Linked DNA regions of Sus scrofa: region 2 is linked to region 1. The links are chromatin contacts, called in public HiChIP or PLAC-seq maps. All regions are on one chromosome and are shown on one strand. The core of a region is the stretch at or near the end of the contact, and the rest is flanking DNA. Distances in the headings are between cores, read along the strand shown.

Region 1 (4,861 bases), core at 1,770-4,269:
CCCACTCCCAGGTCAGTGTCTGAGAACAGGGGCAAAAGGGGTAGGCAGCCAGTGCAGCAATCTTCTCTCTTCTACCCCCAGAACTCCCCTCAACCCATCAACATAGCTTATCACTCTGGATGAAGTCACAAAAGAAAGGTGCCGCATTTCCTTCTGTCTTCTTCCCTTCTCCCAGAATGCACTGCGAACCGAAGAGGCGGCTTTTGGCCTCCCCGTCTCTCTGCATCGCTTGCTTCTTCCCAGGCGTAAAGCAGAACCCGATCTAGGTAGGCAAAGCCTGCCTCTTGAGATGTTATAGGGGGCCATAAGGAAACTGGAAAATCATTTTCTCTGACCATGCTTGATATTTCTGTCACTGCTTTGCTAAAGAGAAAAGGGAAGTAGGCTTTGAGGCTTCAAGCTCATCAGTAACCTCCTTGCTCTCCAAACCTGTGTTGTCCCAATATAGTAGCTACTAGCCACATGTTACTATTATGCAGTTGAAATGTGACTAGTGGAACTGAATATTAAGTTTATGTAGCCCTAATTAAAATTAAAATTTAAATTTAAAAATTGATACTCCAGTTATTGAGAAACTTTAATATGTTGAAAAAATGTGGGCATGTGAATATAATTTTTCAAGTGAAAAATTTTTTAAACCTACGTACATATCAAGTTTTTTTTGTTTTTTTTTTTTTGTCTTTTGTCTTTTTTGTTGTTGTTGTTGTTGCTATTTCTTGGGCCGCTCCCGCGGCATATGGAGGTTCCCAGGCTAGGGGTTGAATCGGAGCTGTAGCCACCGGCCTACGCCAGAGCCACAGCAACGCGGGATCCGAGCCGCGTCTGCAACCTACACCACAGCTCACGGCAACGCTGGATCATTAACCCACTGAGCAAGGGCAGGGATCGAACCCGCAACCTCATGGTTCCTAGTCGGATTCGTTAACCACTGCGCCACTACGGGAACTCCCATATCAAGTATTTTTGACGAAAATGTAATGTCCAAATTGAGATGTTCTGAAGTGTAAATACACACCCGATTTCAGCCTTAGTACAAAAATAGAATGCAAAATTATTAGTGAATAATTTATACTATTAACACATTGAAATGGTAATATTTTGCCTCTGTTGGGTTAAATAAAATATTAATTTCACTTATTTCTTTTTACTATTTTTAATGTGGCTAGAAAGTTTTAAATTGTACTTGTGGCACGCATTGTATTTCTACTGGAGGATAGTTGTAGGGACACTTTTCTTCTGCTTCCCTGGGGCCATCTGCTTCCCAGTCCCTCAGGGTGGAGTCTGCAAGAAAACATGGTTTAAGGCTGGGCTTAAATAGATCAGTTTAATATTTGCAAAATAATACCCCTGTTACAGAAATATTGTCCCTATACTGCCTTGAAGGATAAAGGCCTATTCCTTTCTCTCCTGTGCTTTCTGTATGGGGAAACTGATGAAAAGTAAGATGTTTTCTGATGTCTCAAACAAATCAATCAATTCATTTGCCAAGATGAAAAAATTTAAGAGGAAAGGAATGGAATTTTTTTTTTCCTTTGGCTGCTCCAGGGCATATGGAATTCCCGGGCCAAGGATCAGATCCGAGTGAAATTAAGATCTATGCAGCAGCTGCAGCAAAGCCGGATCCTTAAACCCACTGTGCTGGGCCAGGGATTGAACCTGCATCCCAGCGCTCCCAACACTTTGCTGATCCCATTGTGCAATAGCAGGAACTCTGAGAGGACTGGACTCTTTTTTCTTTTTTTCTTTTTAGGCCCAGGTCCCCGGCATATGGAAGTTCCCAGGCTAGAGGTAGAATCGGAGCTGCAGCCTCCAGCCTATGCCACAGACACAGCAACGCTGGATCTGTATTTTAAAAAACAGGTCAGGGCTCCCTGCAGTCTAATTTGGACAATGTAAGCCCACCTGTGGCCCCAGTTGATTGGTCATAGGATGGTCACCTGACCCAACATGAGCCAATGAGCTGCTTTCCTGGGAGACTAGAGTAGAGACTAAGAGATTCTAGTTCCACGAGTTTGCTTTCTTCAACAAGAAGAAATTTCTTAATTTCTAAGCCCCAATGATGAAGTGATGGCCACCCTTTGTCATTTGTCTGGGGTGCAGGGAAGGTCAATCTGTGATAAAAGAGAAGAGTTGGATTCTCAGCTTTCTGGGTTATTGGAAGTCCCCCAGTTTCTGGATTTGCCTCTTACCGAGCTCTCCCTGCAGTTCTGACCCTGAAGTTATAGGGAAATTCTCATGTCCTCATAATACATTCCCCTTAGAGTGTTCCTATTACCTGCAAAGCAAAGAAGCTTAATTAATACAGAGTAGTAATTCCAAAGTGTGGGGTGGGAGAGGGGAAATTAATGATTGAACTTTGTGTTTATACAGCTCAAGGAAAAAAAAATTTTTTTTTTTTTTTTTTTTTCCTGTAGAAAAGACTGATCAGTGGTCTCCTTGTTCCAGGATGGCTGACACAGTTTTCAGCACAAATCTTCAGCTGCATTTCGGGTTCAAAAGACTTTTGTGGCCAGCCTGGGAAGCACATCACCATTTACAACATTGTTTCTAAGGGAGACACATTCCAAGATCCAAACAATGAATTTATAAAGAACGTTTGGCTTCCAGGAGGGATGAGCTGACCCAGCTGTACCCTGAGGGTTGTCTACCCATTAACCCTTAGTCCCCCATTCACCCCAAAAAGCCTGGGGACCAACTCTGGAGGGCTGGAGTGTGTGTGTTGGGGGGCGGGGAGTGGGAATTGCGATCAGAGCAGGGGAACAGCTAAGGCTCCCCGCATTTAGGGTGCTCCAGGGCTTCCTGTGCACTGAGAGCCCCTGGAGGTCTAGGGATGGCTAAGAGGGGGAGGTGAGAAGAGGACAAAGAAACTTGCCCTCCTTCACATTGCTGTCACGTCTGCCACCCTGCGAAGTCCAAGGGGCCTTGCTCAGCTCAAACCCTTTTTGGAATAAGCAGGTGTTAGAAAAAAACCCACTTCCTCCGCCTTGCTCAGCTCAAACCCTTTTTGGAACAAGCAGGTGTTAGGAAAAAAAAAAAACCCCACATCCTCCGCTTGAAGAATCCACGACGCTCGAGTGGCCTTCTCAGGGCAGCGTGACTGTACTCTGGAAGTGGCTGTCACCGCCCGGCGCGTCGGGCCAAGACCTCGTCCCTTTCGGAGAGGGGCCGCAGAGAATGGGGAGAGGTGAGCTAGCTCATCTTCCCCACCCCCTCACTTCTACCCCGCCACCCAAAGCCGGAAGAGGCGCTGGCAGCCGGAGCCCCGACTCGCGGGCGGGGAAGGAGGGGACGCGCAGCCACAGCTTTGTCTGGGAGGGAGGGGAGAAGCCCCGCCCCCCCGGGGGGGGAGGGAAGGAGGGCGGGAGTGGAGGGGGAAGAAGAAAGGCGAGGGCTGTGGGGTGGGGGTAGAGAAGAGCTAGAGAAAGGCGGGGAGGGAGGGCGGTCTGACCCGAAAGGGGCAGATAAAGGCAGAGGGGCGGGCGAGCGAGGAGGGGCTGGGGGTGGTGGTGCTAAGGGGGCGGGGCGCCCGACCCCCAGTTGCGCGGCTGCAGCTCTCTCAGCCCCGCTGGAAGTGAGCCGGGCTCGCCGACCGCTGGCCGAGCAGCCCCCCAAACCCGGCCGAAGCACTCCCACTTTCCAACTCCACGGTCCCCGCAGCGCGCGCGAGATGCAGCCGGCTCGGGACGCAGGCAAGGTTCCGGGCGCTGGGCGCGGGGAGCGAGGCTCCGGGGGCGAGTTGCGGGGCGCGAGGTGTGGTGCACTGGGCGGCCCTCTCTCCTCTGTCCCTCTTCCGCCTCGCCGAAAGTTTTCCCGCGGTGTCCCCTGTCCCGTCCAAGTCAGCCCCTCAGTCCTGGTCTGCCGCTATTCTCCTCCCTCCTTCACCAGAGGCTGGGGGTTCCCGGGCGTGCGGACTCCCCAGGGGCAGCGAGGGCGCGGAGCACCAGCCCGCCCTCCTTTCGCCGGAGAAAGTTGTGGCTCCGGGCTCGCCTCCCCCTCCGACCTTTGGGGGTCCATCCTTCTCTCCGGGCCAAGGGCGACGTCAGGAAGGCACTCCCGCCCCATCCCCGAGGTCCCTAGGAAACCCTGGAGAAAAGGTGCTGGGTGGCAGGTGCCAGGATGGCAGGCCCCGACAGCCCTGGAGGGTGTCCGACCCCAATCTTGTCTCCTTCTAACCCGTTCAAGGCACGTTTCGCTGGAGGGTTCCAGCCTAGAGCAGGGCGCTAGACGCCTAGGGGCCCTGGGTCCTCGTGGCACTTCCTCTTTGCCGGCTCCCGGGCCGCCTCCAGAGTTGATATCCGAGGTCGTTGGGAACCTCTGCGTCTTCTCTCACCCGAGAGGCAATTGCTTTGGGCCGACCGGGCCACTTCTGCATTTTGAGCGCCTGCGTTGTACTCAACTCCTAAGCTGGCAGAGCCCTGGGGACAGCAGAGAGGCGTGGTGGTCTGACCGGGGAGACAGAGGGTGGGTTCAATCTTCCTGGGGCTCTTTGTGGGCCCTGGGTTGTTCACCGCACCTTTGCCCCTCGGTGGCAGGAGCTGAGCGCCAGGCTTCTGAACGCTGCAATGCACTTTATTCCCAGGTGGGCGGAATCTGGGTCCCTAGAACTTATACTCCCAGAGAACAGAGGCCGTTTCTACAGCTGGATAGGTGTATAGTAAGTACTTTACATGTAATGAATGAATGAATGAGCCAATGAACTGACAAATAACAATTCCTGTCACAGTTGATCTTAGTACAATGGGAGGAAAGAATTAGAAACAATGATTCTTTTAAACAGCTGTGGGACAGAGCCTGGGCCTTTTTTCCAGAACAGCTGATTGAGGAATCCAGGGTTGGATTTATTTTACTCCTAAATTCACAT
Region 2 (5,386 bases), core at 1,347-3,846, 310 kb before region 1:
ATTTTGCCTATGCATCCCTTATGTCAATGTTTCCCTACCCCATATTTTCTGGTAGGTAACAGCTCTGGATGCTTGATGATATTCAAGGCATTATCTGTTGGGGGTGGGAGAGCAAGAATATTTATAGATGGTAGTGTGTATCTCTGGCAGGAGTCAGGAGATTCCTAGATATCTTCTTATGTTTTAGCTGGTTTATGTATTAGAAATATTTCCATAAAGAGAAGCTTTCTCTTATCAGATAATTTGGCTACCTGAGCTACAGTGTAAATAGGAAAGGAAGGCTAAACACTTTCTTTTGCTTTATTTACCAGTCTTCAAAATTAGTTTCATAGCACCCTCTAAAGTAGCCAATAAGGAAGGGTGGTTGTTTTTATTTACTTTTTGGCCATGACTGAGGCATGTGGAAGTTCCTAGGCCCAGGGCTTGGACCCACGCCACAGCAGTGACTGGAGCCACACAGTGACAAACACAGGTGCTCGCCCGCTGAGCCACAAGGGAACTCCTATTTTGTTTTAAAATGTAATTATAAATGGATGGGTTGCAGCTTTCTTGATATTTTTCAATTTGATGAAGTTTGTTTTCTCCCTTAGGTTACCATAGAGATGAATGAACCAGTTCAGCTAACTTTTGCACTGAGGTACCTGAACTTCTTTACAAAAGCCACTCCACTCTCTCCTACAGTCACACTCAGTATGTCTGCAGATGTACCCCTTGGTAAGATAATGTATTTGTTGAGTCTTGTTTTGTAGGTAGTGTATGTGGTACTTCTCAGTAATTAACTATGTTCCTATTTTCTTTCAGTTGTAGAGTATAAAATTGCTGATATGGGACATTTAAAGTACTATTTGGCTCCCAAGATCGAAGATGAAGAAGGGTCTTAGACATTCTCAAATTCCAAGAAAATTAAACTAAGCTCTTTGAGAACTGCTTCGGTGATGCCAGCACATACTTAATTAAGTCTCTTCTTTGTACCTCTGAGTACATATGTAGATACTGTTTTCTGTAAATAACCTGTTTTTTTTTTTTCCTCCATTCTCTACAATTTAAGTCCAAAGTCAAATCTGGTCTTGTTAGCCTAGAAATACTCATTAATGATTTTTATAAACAAAAGGGTTTTGACTCTAAATACAGTTTTAAGTATTGTTTTCACTTTAAATAAAAGTCATTTGAATTTCAAGCATCCCAGGACAGTGCCTTCATTTGGACCACAATGGTTGCAAGTATCCTAGGGAAGTCACAATTCAAGCAACTTTTTCATGTAAATGTGTTTTTTTTTTTTTTTTTTCCAGTCAGCTTGTTATGAATTAGATATAGCAATAGAAAGTATTTAAAATACAGTAGGTGACAAAACACTTGCCAATCTTATTTTGGTATTTTGACTTGAGCTCAAGAAGTGCAAAGGGGAGAGTAGAACAAATCTTATATATTTTGTTGTCATTTTTGTTACTAACACTTTACAGAAGCTTAATGTACCTAAAAAGTTCTATGGGCTTTGTAAGACTAGCATTGTTATAGAGCAGTGTGTTTCTTTAGCCTAGGGCGCCTTGTACAGGAGTATTGGAAGTTTTTGTAGATGTGTGATAGGGCCCAAGGAGTGTGTTTGTGCAAAAATAATTTCTCTAGTGTAAGCCTCCTTTTGGAGGACTTAACTCCTTTTAAAGGATGAAGATGGCTTAAATTCCATAGGTGTTGAATTCAACCAAGAAAGTGAGAAGGCCTGGCAGTAATTGTGCTACAAGGTCACAAATTGGCATGCTGCATAATGAGAATTGCTTTATTGTTCTTTTTCTAGTGTATTTTGTGGTTTGGCGTATTATATGACTGGTTTTTGTTATATCTGCGCTGAGTTCTAGTTTCTGGATCCTCAAACTTCCTGTGCCCTCTGCAGTTTGTCTGGGGCATAGGGAAGGAGATTGGCTGCAAAGGGCCCAGATAAATGTTTTTGGAGTGATGGAAATATTTTTATCTGCACTATGGTGATAGTTCCAAAACTATATGCATTTGTCAAAACTAATCCAATTGTACTTTATTATATGTAAGTTATACTTTAATAAACCTTGACATTTTAAAAAACGATGTGTTGCCAATGTCCCCCATGGGCTGGCCTCTTACCCAAGTAAGGCCTGGAGGAGAGAGAAACACAAGAAGTGGGGTGCGGTATAGAAGGGCAGAAACGGCCCCAGGGGGAAGGCGGCCAGCCCTGGGCTTAACGGTGTGCTGACAGTTCCGGGCTTTTGGCACCTTTGCCGGCTAGGCTTCCGCCTCCCGAGGGCGACACTGACGGCGCCAGAGGGGCGCGAAAGAAACACGTAGTCGGCTAGCCCTGGGCCTGACTGTGACCCAGGCGGCCCGACTGCCTAGGTTCCCACCGGGTGGAGGTAGTCAGCAGCCAGCTCAGGTTGCGGCGCCTCCTGAAACCCAACGTGGCGCGCTCCACCTCCGCAACTCGTTGCTTTCTGCGGGCCAATCACTCGACCGTAGGCCGGAAGCCGGAACGAGACGGCGTCGCTCCTGGTGACGCCACGCCTGGCACGCCAACTTCCCGTATGCCGTTTCCGGCGCCCCGCTTGTCGGAGGCGGGGCGGCAGTTGGGGGAAGTGTGCCATGAGGCTTCGGGCGCGCTTTCTGCCAACCGTGAGCGAGCTTTTGGCGCGGGGCTCCGGTAAGGCCTGCGGTAAGGCGTGCGTACGGCTGGCAGGGAGCGGAAGTGCCCGCTTGAGGCTCGCGGCGTGGTGGAGACTGCGCTCCCCGCTGACATCCAGCCCTGAGTCCTTGCTGTGGAGCGTTCGCCCGCCTGAGGCAGGGCTGGCTTCTTTCCAAAAACCGGTTTTTGTTTTCCGTCTAAATTCGCCTCGGTTCTGTCTCTTGCTGGCTCGGTCTGGGCGGGCAGGGAAGTAGCGTGTGTGGAGGCGAGCAGGCACTGTGTTGAGTGCTTTGCTGTTGCTCTTAACATTTCTTGCTACTACATTCAAGTGCTGAGGAAGTGTTGGGCTTGCGGTGGGACTGGTAAAAAAAGCTTGCTGGGAACTTGACCTAGTACTTGGAAAACGTTGATTTATTTACGTTTGCCTTTCGCTTCTTTGCCACCAATGAGAATTCGTCTCCCCTGTCCTTCACGTCCTGCATTTCTTTATGTTTTGATGAGGTGTATGAATAGTTAATGGAAGTGTATGTGAATTTCTTTTTTTAAACACTAATACAAATCAAACGTGATAAATGCCCTCAAAACCCCCACATACTGGTAGTCTGGACTTTTAAGTTTTATGGAATTAAATTTAGATCATCTTGTAATTGGGTTCTCAACATTTAAAAACCTAGTGATTGACGCAGTTTGATCCAGCCGTTTTAGAAAAGCCAATAGGTTAGCATACTTTCTTTTTCAATACTTGATTTCTTCGACAGCATGTAATTATTAAAAAGGAACGTGAGCATTTAGCACCAATTCCTTTATAATGCTAGTTTAGGTTGACTGCAGGTCACTTAAAACAGCTCATTAAAAAACATAAAATAAAAAAATCCCAGCTCATTAATATCCGGTATTAAGTATATATAAGGCACTTAAAAAAGCACCTGTCAAGCTAACACCAGGTAGTTGTTAGCTGCTATTATAATGACGATTGTTTGCAATATGTCATACCAAAGGAAGGGTGGTCTTTTATGTTTTATGGGTTTTTTTTTTTTTTTTAAGTGTTGCCCTTTTTGAAATAGTTTTCTTTTTTAAAGATATGTTTCACTTTTAGAAATCAAATAGCTTCATGATCAAAGTAGATTTACTTGTTTCATTAACATTGTGATTTTTGTAGAGGAAAAGTACACAAATGTGTTTTTCTTTTTAGGGCCACACCTGCAGCATATGGAAGTTCCCAGGCTAAGGATCGAATTGGAGTTGCAGCTGCCGGCCTACAAGGGATTAGAGCCGTATCTGCAACCTATGCCGAAGCCTGTGGCAATGCCAGATCCTTAACCCATTGATTGAGGCCAGGGATCGAACCTGCATCCTCACAGACACTGTGTTGGGTTCTTATCCCACTGAGCTACAATGGAAACTACCTTTTTTCTTTTTTTTCTTTTTTTGGACTCTCCTTCAGCATTTGGAAGTTCCTGGGCCACAGCATCGACCCAAGCCACTGCAGTGACAACCCACTGCACTACAAGAGAACTCCCAAATGTTTTTCAAGGTAAATGTCAGTGTTTTTTAGTCTTTTATTTTTTTTTATTTGCTTTTCAGGGCTGTACCTGTAACCTATGGAAGTTTCCAGGCTAGGGGTCAAATTGGAGCTACTCCTGCTGGCCTATACCACAGCTCACAGCAATGCCAGATCCTTAACCTACTGAGAGAGGTCAGGGATTGAACCCTGCCTTCATGGATACCAGTCAGGTTCATAATCTGCTGAGCCCCAACGGGAACTCCCTAGTCTTATTTTTTAAACTGGTGACATAGTAATCATGATTTCATTACTATGGTCAGCTTTGAACAAAATCCAGATATTTATTCAGGGTTTTTTGTTTGTTTGTTTTTTGGTTTGTTTATTTTTTTTTAATGAAGCTGTAGAAGTAACCTGGAAAGTGAAAATGATTTTCAGTGCTTGGGATAGAACAGAGAGGCAGGCAAATCAGAGGGCACTGGTAGCATACTGGTAGTCAATAGCTTATCCCAATTTACAACAAGAATCCTTACCAATCTTTTGCGTTAATAGGGTATTATCTATCAGAGGGAACAGGCAAAATGTTGATGTGAATGTATTCTATTCCCCACCCTCTCCCCTCTCTCCTTGACGAATAAGAGGATCCCTTAAGTATATGCTCCCCTTGCTTTTTCTAGAAGCAGGGACAGGGACAGGCAATACTCTACTATAGCAGAATGGTTGAAAATGTGGCCTTTGATGTCAGATGGACTTGGACTTAAGTCACCACTCTTTCACCTATTCTCTGTGTGACTTTGAAAAATTTAGGAGGCAGAAAAACATTGGTGGCAAAGTAAACATGAGGTCCGGTCCTTGGCATATGTCTTGACTCTTTCTCTACTAGGACACAGCAGAGTAGATGTGTAAGAGTATCTTTTCACTTTGTCAGAGGAATATCAGGTTCTAAGAGCAATGAAGCCTAAATAGCCAGTTGTTAGTATGACACTGCAGCCCAAACTGCAGTACACATAGCAAACATTGTTATCACCTGCAGATAGTAATGCTTTTCTTTGTTTTCAGAGTGTAGCTGTGTCAACGTGTTATGATGCCGTCTCGTACCAACCTGACTACTGGAATCCCCAGTAGTAAAGTGAAATACTCAAGGCTCTCCAGTACAGACGATGGCTACATTGACCTTCAGGTAAATGCAGAAGGGAGCTGATGAGATTGGCTTGCTCTTTTTCTGCTGAATTAGCAGAAAG

Evidence for each region. HiChIP or PLAC-seq counts read pairs in DNA pulled down with a chosen protein or histone mark.
Region 2: an H3K27ac HiChIP or PLAC-seq map of alveolar macrophages shows a contact between it and region 1. The contact joins the promoter of TMEM230 here to the promoter of RASSF2 in region 1. A contact is called at or near these places in 2 of 2 datasets of contacts at active chromatin or transcription factors (alveolar macrophages and skeletal muscle).

What each region holds. Positions count from the first base shown.
Region 1 is chr17:13,820,887-13,825,747 of Sscrofa11.1, reverse strand. RASSF2 (ras association domain-containing protein 2) reads left to right here and starts at 3,019. Exons shown (of 11, transcript XM_021077866.1): 1 at 3,019-3,184.
Region 2 is chr17:14,133,567-14,138,952 of Sscrofa11.1, reverse strand. TMEM230 (transmembrane protein 230) reads left to right here and starts at 2,596. Exons shown (of 4, transcript NM_001244345.1): 1 at 2,596-2,662; 2 at 5,205-5,325. The coding sequence starts at 5,227. PCNA (proliferating cell nuclear antigen) reads left to right here. Exons shown (of 6, transcript NM_001291925.1): 5 at 591-714; 6 at 802-1,207. The coding sequence ends at 881.